Linked DNA regions of Sus scrofa: regions 2 and 3 are each linked to region 1. The links are chromatin contacts, called in public HiChIP or PLAC-seq and promoter capture Hi-C maps. All regions are on one chromosome and are shown on one strand. The core of a region is the stretch at or near the end of the contact, and the rest is flanking DNA. Distances in the headings are between cores, read along the strand shown. Region 1 holds the start of OSBPL2 (oxysterol-binding protein-related protein 2). Region 2 holds the start of ADRM1 (proteasomal ubiquitin receptor ADRM1). Region 3 holds the start of MTG2 (mitochondrial ribosome-associated GTPase 2).

Evidence for each region. Promoter capture Hi-C pulls out the DNA fragments that hold promoters and counts their contacts. HiChIP or PLAC-seq counts read pairs in DNA pulled down with a chosen protein or histone mark.
Region 2: a contact with region 1 is called in an H3K27ac HiChIP or PLAC-seq map of alveolar macrophages. The contact joins the promoter of ADRM1 here to the promoter of OSBPL2 in region 1. A contact is called at or near these places in 4 of 47 Hi-C or Micro-C datasets (blood, epiblast stem cells and liver) and 2 of 2 datasets of contacts at active chromatin or transcription factors (alveolar macrophages and skeletal muscle).
Region 3: a promoter capture Hi-C map of liver shows a contact between it and region 1, with 2.2 times the contacts expected there. The contact joins the promoter of MTG2 here to the promoter of OSBPL2 in region 1. A contact is called at or near these places in 2 of 5 promoter capture datasets (both in liver), 1 of 47 Hi-C or Micro-C datasets (liver) and 1 of 2 datasets of contacts at active chromatin or transcription factors (alveolar macrophages).

Annotation. Positions count from the first base shown.
Region 1 is chr17:61,641,961-61,644,660 of Sscrofa11.1, forward strand. It overlaps OSBPL2 (oxysterol-binding protein-related protein 2), which reads left to right and starts at 1,303. Exons shown (of 14, transcript XM_021078215.1): 1 at 1,303-1,473. LOC110257395 (collagen alpha-1(I) chain-like) reads left to right here. Exons shown (of 9, transcript XM_021077699.1): 9 at 1,277-1,962. The coding sequence ends at 1,962.
Region 2 is chr17:61,691,503-61,694,239 of Sscrofa11.1, forward strand. ADRM1 (proteasomal ubiquitin receptor ADRM1) reads left to right here and starts at 1,421. Exons shown (of 10, transcript XM_021078220.1): 1 at 1,421-1,536; 2 at 2,276-2,489. The coding sequence starts at 2,277.
Region 3 is chr17:61,596,908-61,599,782 of Sscrofa11.1, forward strand. It overlaps MTG2 (mitochondrial ribosome-associated GTPase 2), which reads left to right and starts at 1,309. Exons shown (of 7, transcript XM_021078209.1): 1 at 1,309-1,412. The coding sequence starts at 1,341. SS18L1 (calcium-responsive transactivator) reads left to right here. Exons shown (of 11, transcript XM_021078212.1): 11 at 1-1,197.

The sequences.
Region 1 (2,700 bases), core at 53-2,552:
TCTTTGGCTTTGAGTTGGCTTAAGCAGGAAAGAAAATGCGAACTCACTGAGAAACCTAGGATAGAGCTGGCTGAAGGTGCGGCTGGTTCCAGGTGACCCAGGCTATTTGCTCTTGCTTTCCTCTGGGTTGGTTCCATTCCCAGGTGCCCCTTTCCCCACCTGGTGACAAGATACCCAGCAGCAGCCCCAGATTGGATCTTTCTGCCACCTAGCCCGGTGCTGTGGCTGGCTGTGGGCAGATGGGAAAGTCATTTGACCTTAGCTTTCCCTCTGGCCTGAGCTCTCTGACGCCCAGCAAAAGTCCCAGGGCTGACCCTTACTGGCCAGGACAGGGTCACTCACTCCCCCCGCAACCAACTGCTGTGACTCTGAGCATCCAGCCTGATTCATGTTATTCCACCGACCTCAAACCACACCCAAGACTTAAATGGGATGAGGGTGGGAGAAACATGGTCTGGAAAGGAAAGCCTTTTTTTTTTTTTTTTTTTTTTAAATGGCTGTGCTCATGGCATGTGGAAATTCCTGGGACCTTGACTGAAGCCAATCCGCAGCTGCAACCTTCGCGGAGGTGCGGCAACACAGGAGACTTTAACTCACTGCAGGTGCAGGGGATTGAACCCACGCCTCTGCAGTGACCTGAGCCACTGCAATTGGATTCTTAGCCCACTCTGCCACAGTGGGGACTCCTCAAAGGAAAATCTCGGTACTCAGAGGCTCGTAAAGTTTCGTTTACTGGCCCATGGCCACACAGCTGGTAAGGATGGTAGCCCGGGGCTGACTCCAGAGCTTCTGGACTTAACCATGGAGCCAGTGAATGTCAGTAAGAGCCCCCAAAGGTTTTAAACAAGGGAGTGAAGAGTCAGGAATGCAGCCTCAGGGTAAACTGGCGCCGGGTTTTGGTGAGCGGTGACAGGCACGGCACAGAGGGTGGAAGGTGGGAAGCCTTGCAAGATGCTTGAGCTGAGGGAAGCAGCTTTGGGAGGGTGACTCCCGCCTCCGCCCGTCCCCAGGGGTTGGGAGCGGCCGGCGCAGAGGCCTCAGCCTGCAGAGCATCCTCGCCGGGGCCACTTGACCTGCTGTTTGTAAACTCACCTCGCCCAGCCACGCCCCTTCCTTCCTCCCTCCCGCCCCTTTCGGGTCAATATCTGCATAACCCCGCCTCCCCATTCCCCGATTGCTCTCCCGCCTCATCACTCCTCCACTTGGGCGGGACCTTCGAGGGGCGGAGGGAGGGTCCACTCCGGAGACGGGATTAGCCTAGTCCCGCCTCCCGGAGCGGCCTTCGGGCCGGGTGCTGATTGGGCGGGCGGCGGCCGACGCGACGACGCCGGGCGCAGCGAGTGGCCGGCGTCGCTGTCAGTCCGCTGGGCGGCCGGCCGCACTTCCGCCTCGGTGTCAGTGGGTCGCGGGCCTGCGGGGCGGGGGCGGGGCGGGCAGCTGGGCTCGGCCGGCGCCGGAGGAACCGCAGTCCAGGTGAGTGACCCGGCCGGGACCCCGACCCCGCGGCGTCCGGGAGCGGCGCCCGGCATCTGGCGGGCGGGCCCGGGCCGGGCCGCGGGCGGCGGGGAGGCCGGGCCGGGCCGGGGGGGCCGGAACTCCGCGCCCCCTGCCCGCCGGCCAGGCCCGGACCCCGGCCGCGACCCGCCGGGCCTCCCTCCGCCCCAGCCGCCGGCCGCGTCCGGGCCCCGAGGAAACTTGGGAGGAAAGTTGGCGCCTGCGGCTGGGGCGGCCGGGAGCGGGGGCGGCCGGCAGCGAGGGCGGCGGGCCTGGGTCCCGGGCGGCAGCCCAGACCCCGCGTCGCCGGGCAACTGCGGCCCCGGGACCGGACTGCCGGCCGCTGCACCCGGAAGTGGGGCTGGAGAGCTGGGGCCGGGCGCCCGCCAGCCCCTCTCCGCCCGCAGGGATGAGTCAGGGTGGGCGCGCAGGGCAGGGGCGCTAGGATCCCCACCCCCTTGTGTCTGAGTCTCCCGCGGGCGCCCGTGATCCACCAGTCAGGAGGGCACGTGGTGAAAAGTCAGCGTCCCCGCTGGCGGTGCGGCCTCCCCTCCCTGGCGACCACCTGTGGGTTTGCGGCTGCCTACCTGGTCGTGTGCTTGGGTCTGCCCTTCCCCTCTGCTGCCTTCTGTTGTTATGTCCGCCTTAGAGGACTGTACATCACTGTCCACTCTTTACCTGACACACGTGTGAGCTAAAATAGACATGCAATCTGATGTTAAAAGCTTCCTCCTTCTCCATAGTTACCTTTCAAAAATCAGCAGAGTTAAGTCTGGAGACTTGATAAGCCCAGAAGAAGACTGTTGGGTGACTACAAGTCACTCTGCCCCGTGTTTCTGGGGGAAGAAGCCGGGGGTGGGGCGGTTGGTAGGATGTTCCTGGCGCTCTGGAGCGTGAGGGTCGCCTCCCAAGACGCTGTGCTCTTGTCCTTGGGGTTTTTATCCTGATGGTCAGCCTAGGACACGCTCTGGACCGGCCGCCAGCAGCATTTGCATTTGTCCCTTGGCTGGGGCTGCCTGCGCAGGTCTGGAGACTGGTCTCCTTGGGGTCAGATCCAGGGACATTTCTGGGGTACCCACGGCACGCAGGGCTGCAAGCTGCAGGACCTCTCTATCCTCCAGAGCTGGTGCAAGGGCACAGCCAGAGAGCAGAGGTGTCCTGGGACCCCCGGCCTCGCTGCTCCCTGCCCCGGGGGCAGAGCGAGGG
Region 2 (2,737 bases), core at 171-2,670, 50 kb after region 1:
GCATCACGTTGTACTAGAATTTTTTTTTCAGGCTGCGTCTGTGACATGTGGAAGTTCCCAGGTCAGGGACTGAACAGGCACCACAGCAGTGACAATGACGGATCCTTAACCCATTGAGCCGCCAGGGAACTCCCATAAGCATTGCCTCAAGTTGGCTGTTCCCCCCGCCCACCTCTGGAACCCTTGAGAGTCTCAAAAATTATCCAGGACCCCACAGAGCTTTTGTCTATATGGGTTTTTAATCTATGGATATTTACCATTATTATAAATTAAAAATAAATATTAACTAATTTAAAAATAACAAAGGCATTTATTATCACAAATAAAATTTTAAAATGAAAAACAGTCATATTTTCCAAAACAAAGAAAAAAATTAGTGACTCTTTAGATCACAAAGCAAGGGGTATGGAACTCACCAGAAGAGGGTACAGGAGTTAAAATGAATGGGTTAGAGCCACAGGTGTCAAGGTGGATAAATCTTAAAAACATTGAGTGAAAGAATACTTTTCACCTTTATACCTTTTATGAAAAGCTTAAAAACAAGTTTTCCATACACATAGAGAGAAAATCACCCAGCACACAGGAAAGTGGGCACACAGTTCAGGACGGCCCTGCCTTTGGCGCCGGGAGGCAGGCGGCGCTGGTGGGGTGTGCGGCTGGGGGCACCTAGCACGTGGGCCGCTTTTCCATTTCTCTGCAGGACTGGGTGTAAATGAAGCGGAAATAAAAGTAGTGGGAGGGCAGCGCCTTCCGTTTATCTAGTCTGGCCTTCCCTCCATCCTGACTGCCCACCAGCCTCTGGAAACGCTGCACCCGCAGACGAGGGGGAGGGGGCAGCCGTGCCAACGCTGCTGTCTGGGGTGCTGGGGGGGATGGGGAGGACTGTGCCATCACTGCTGTTGGGGTACGGGGGCGATGGGGGGCAGCCGGGTCGTCACTGTAATCGAGGAGGATGGGTGGAGGCCATGGAACGGGGTTCGGGGCTGTAGTTTGCCACCTTGCCCCCGGAATGTGAAACCCTCGCGCCCGGCCCCCGGCCCCCGCGTCCTAGGCCATCCTCTCCCTTGAGCTAGCGACTTCTCCTTCGTCTCGGGACCCGGTGTCTCGCACTGACAGCGAAACTGAGAGAGCCTCCAGCGTCCCGCAGGGGCTCGGCCCGGCGCGGCCCGGCGGTCCCGGGGCCAGCGCCCACCGCCCGGCCCGCGCCCGCCTCGCCGTTCCAGGCGCCGCCGCCAGGGGCCGCCGCCGCGCCCCTATGACACAGCAACAATAGGGGCCGCTCTGGCCCGCGCGCCGCCGGCCCGCGCTTCCGCCGGAAGGAGCCGCAGGCGGGGGGGCGGGCCTGGCCGGGTAATGGGCGGCCGCTCTGGCCAATCGCCCGCGGGCCAGTGCCCGCCCCTCTCCTGACGGGGCCCAATCGGCGGCGAGAGCGGCGGGGGGGCGGGGCGAGCGGGACTTCCGGCGGGGCCCGGCAGGCGCCGAGGAGGAAGAGCGATCCCGGACAGCGCCTCTCGGCCGACTCTCGGCGCGGACCAGGTACAGGGGGCGCCGGGGGCGGGGACGGTTACGGGGGCGGCAGGGGGCGGGGTCTGCGCCGTCGGCGGCTGCGGGCGGGCGCCCGGGGGGCGGAGGCCTGAGGGGCAAGGGGCCGGCGCGGGCCGGGGTTCTGGGGCCCGGCTCCCGGGCCAGCCCAGCCGCCGCCCCGCCCGCCGCGCAGCGCAGCCGAGGGCGTCGGGCGGCGGGGTCTGCGGGCGGGGATGGCCAGGTCACCCCGCAGAGGATGCAGCGCCGCCGCGGGGCTTGCTGCGCTTCTCCCGGGTGCTCGGGTTTTTTCTAAGGCAGCGAGCCTGCCCGTATCGCGCAGAAACTCGGTTTTAGGCCACAGCCTTGTCTCCTATCCAGTGTGTTAGCGGTTGTCTGCCCAGCTCACGGTTTTAAACCCTTCGGAGCTGCAGATTTAAAAAGTACGGAGAGTGGTGGTGACGAGGGTCCGCAGCGGTGATGCAGTTCAGGTGCGGGGGTAAATTTCCTTCTCTTAGAAACACGAGAAGCAGCAGGGAACCTGGCTCCCTGGGCTCAGGTACTGCGGGCCCAGGTCCACCCGGGAGGAGTTTGGCGGCGGGTGCTGGGCGGCTTGGGCCTGCCGCCTGCTCCCAGCACAGTGGCAGCCCGCGGTTCAGAGAGAGGGGCTTTCACTCCGCCGCCAGCGAACATTTGAGGAGGAAGTTAGGGTTTCCGTGGCAGTGACTGGGTCCGCTTGCTGGTCCGGTTTCAGGATGACGACTTCAGGCGCTCTGTTTCCAAGCCTGGTGCCAGGCTCCCGCGGGTCCTCCAACAAGTATTTGGTGGAGTTTCGGGCAGGAAAGATGTCATTAAAAGGAACTACTGTCACCCCAGATAAACGGAAAGGCCTCGTGTACATTCAACAGACAGATGACTCCCTCATTCACTTTTGCTGGAAAGACAGGACATCTGGGAACGTGGAAGACGTAAGTGTCTGGTGGCCTCCATCTCATCTCGACCCCCGCCTGGTTGTCAGCGCGGGGCGATTTTCACAGAAGGACCGGTGCCCCAGGGGCACAGCGGCCGTTTCCGTTTTGGCAGGTCTTGGGAGGCCCGGAGCCCCTGGCCTGGTGCCCTTATCAGATATTTTCTTTTGCTTGTGGGTCGTTCTAGCCTCGGGGGGTCTATAGATTCTCCCGTTGCCTGTGTGTCCTTTAAACTTGAAGATTAATTA
Region 3 (2,875 bases), core at 59-2,558, 45 kb before region 1:
GAAGAACCGAGGCTCAGAGGACAAGGACAGCCCGTGTCGCCTACAAGTCCTGCTCTAGGACCTTCTCCCCGCTTCTGTGGAGACAGAATCACACAGACATGGGGATAGAAGTGGTTATTTTGTAGACATACGGGTTTTAGAAAAACCCTTAATACTGCTAAGGGCTTAAAAATACATATCTAGATTAAATTACTGCAATGAGAGAGTCCTTAATTGCTAAATGACACAGACATTAGCAGTTTCATTTGGGGAGTCATTTCCCCTGATTTTGTTATGTTCTTTCCTGACAATTTTCCTAGAACTAATTTGCAAGTTCAATTGGGGATTAAAATTTTCCCTTGAAAATGTTAAACATTTCAGGTAACTGAAAATAGTTTATTTGTATTCCTTGCCAATCTGGGAATATGCCTTTTATTTTTTTTAAGTGCTGTATTAATACTTTTTGAAGGAAAAGGACGCTTAAAATTTTACCCCGAAACTTCAATCTGAAATGTCTTACATTAAGAATTTCTTGAATGTTGTGTATATATTTTTAAAAAAGCACTTTGTGAAATAGTTTGTACATTTATTTCCTAATTTATACATGATTTTTGGTGTTGATATATTTAATGATTAATAACAAAATGTTTATTTAATGTGTTGTCCATTCTTATGTAATATTGTGGGGAAAGTGATGCCAGCAGCTCCTTTTCGTTCTCTGTATTATATCTTCTCTTCTGTAATATGAATGTCTGCAAAGCTTAGGCTACAATGAGTTGTCTGTGCAGTGTGCTTGGTGGTGCTTGTTTTTGCCACTGCTTCGGCAGAAGGCCGGGGACGGTGGGAGCAAGCCTGCAGACGACGCTCCTACTTCCTGCGCTTGTCCGGAGTCTGACACTGACCCGCCAGTGTGCAGAAGTGCTGACCTGTCCACGGGGCGGGCGTGCCGAGGACCGGGCATCCGGGCGGGAGCGGGGCCGGAGCCGGTCCAGGTTCGCACGCGGCGCGGCCGTGGGGCGTCCACACAGACCCGCACAGAGGGCGGCCTGACTTTCGGCCGTGGCTGCACCTCTGGGCGGAGTAAGTCAGACGGGCTCATTCGTGAGCGCGGTAAAAACCATCCTTCTTGGTTCGTTTCTTTTTTCCGTCGGAGTTTGGCGTCGAAACCGTTTATGCTTTTGGTGTAATCTGTCAATAAACCGGTTCTTCGAAAACCACCCTGGAGACTGTTCCGTGCGGCAACGCGGGGAGCCGGGAGCCTACTTTCCGCGTGGACGAGGACCTGAAAGGGGTCCCGCGCGCGCTTGCGCGAGGCCCCGCCCCCGCGGGCCCGGACGGGGCGGTGGTCCCGCCTCCCGCGCATGCGCGCTGGGGACCGCCCCCGGAAGTGGTGTCCGGCGACGGCCCAGGCCCCGGAAGTGACATGCCCTCAGGTGGGTGCTCGCGGGCGGTGAACCCCGGGACCTGGGGATCTTAAGGAGGGAGGCGGGGTGGAGGAGAGGCGCAGGGCTGAGCGAGAGCCCCGGCCGCTGGCTTCCTGCCTCCTCTCAGCCGTCGTGGACGCGCGTCCAGGGGGCCCCGAGTCTTCCCCGGGCGAGGGCCGAGAGTTACTTCCTCCCGGAGGTTGCTTTACACTCACGAGTGGTGCGCGGTTGCACGGAGCAGCGGGCCCCTGTGGGCGCAGCTCCGGCCGGGCTGGCCGTCCCCCGACGGGTCCTGGTCCGCGGCGGGCTTCGCGGGCTGAGACCCGCTCGGTACCCGTCTGCGTCGCGGCGGCTGCGGACACAGCGGGGTGTCCTGCTCCCGGGCTGCAGGGGGGGGAAGGCCTGTCCTTAGGGCCACGTCACTGAGTGTAAAGGAGAGGTCCTCTTAAGAGAAGATGCTTTGAAGTGCAAGTTAGTTCTCGGGCAGGTATGTTCCAGCAGAGTCAACATGTCAGAGGTTAAGGAGCACAAAATGGGTTCTTGTAAAATGACGCTTGTCTTGGTTCTCTTGGATGGTGGTCCCGTGTACATACGTCAGTTTGAAGACATTTGGTGTAAAATACAGCGATGCCCAGGGGGCACTGTGTGACAGCCTTTCTGAGCCTCAGCCTCCACTGCTTTAAAGTGGGCATAAAAAAATGTAAGGGTCAGGAGTTCCCGCTGTGGTGCAGCAGCTAAGGATGCGGCCTTGCTGCAGCTGAGGCATAGGTCACAGCTGCGGCTCAGGCTCGCCCCTCCCCCAGGGAACCGCCCTATCCTCTAAAAAAGGCATATGGAAGATGTGTGGCTAAAAAAAAAAAAGGGTCAGAAATCACGGCACTCTCACTTTAGGATAATTTAAGGAGGGCTTGTAAAGGCCCTGCTTAAAAGGGAGCGTGTAGTTCGTGCTTTATCCTGGAGCTCCTTGTCGGTGGAGTTGCTTCTACCCCTGGACCAGGAGAGGGCTGTGTCCGTGGCTTCTAGGAATCTGAGGGGAGCAGGGAGCTCAGCATCTGGCCCTCCTGCTCCTCACCAGACTCTGCCTGAGCGCAGGGTAGCTGAGGGCAGTCTCGCAGGGCAGGCTCTTGACACTGAGCAGGGTGGAAAGTGGGTCTAGAGAAGCAAATGAAAAAACCAGCGAGCAGCATCGCCCGCACAGGCTTGTTGTAAGGAATACATTTTTAAACTTGCATAGTAGCATATGGCTCCAGGCAGGGAGTAATGAGTACGACCAGCAGAACTGAGCTTAGCACTTTCCTGAACAGATTGGCGCCTGTGCTGTGCACTGAGCACCTTCCCAGCATTTCTTAAAGTCCTCGTCCTGTGATGGTGAAGTCTGTCTGACTCTGAACCCCGGGCTTTCACCACTGTCCTGCTTTTTATTTATTTATTATTATTATTTTTAAATTTTTGTCTTTTTGCCATTTCTTGGG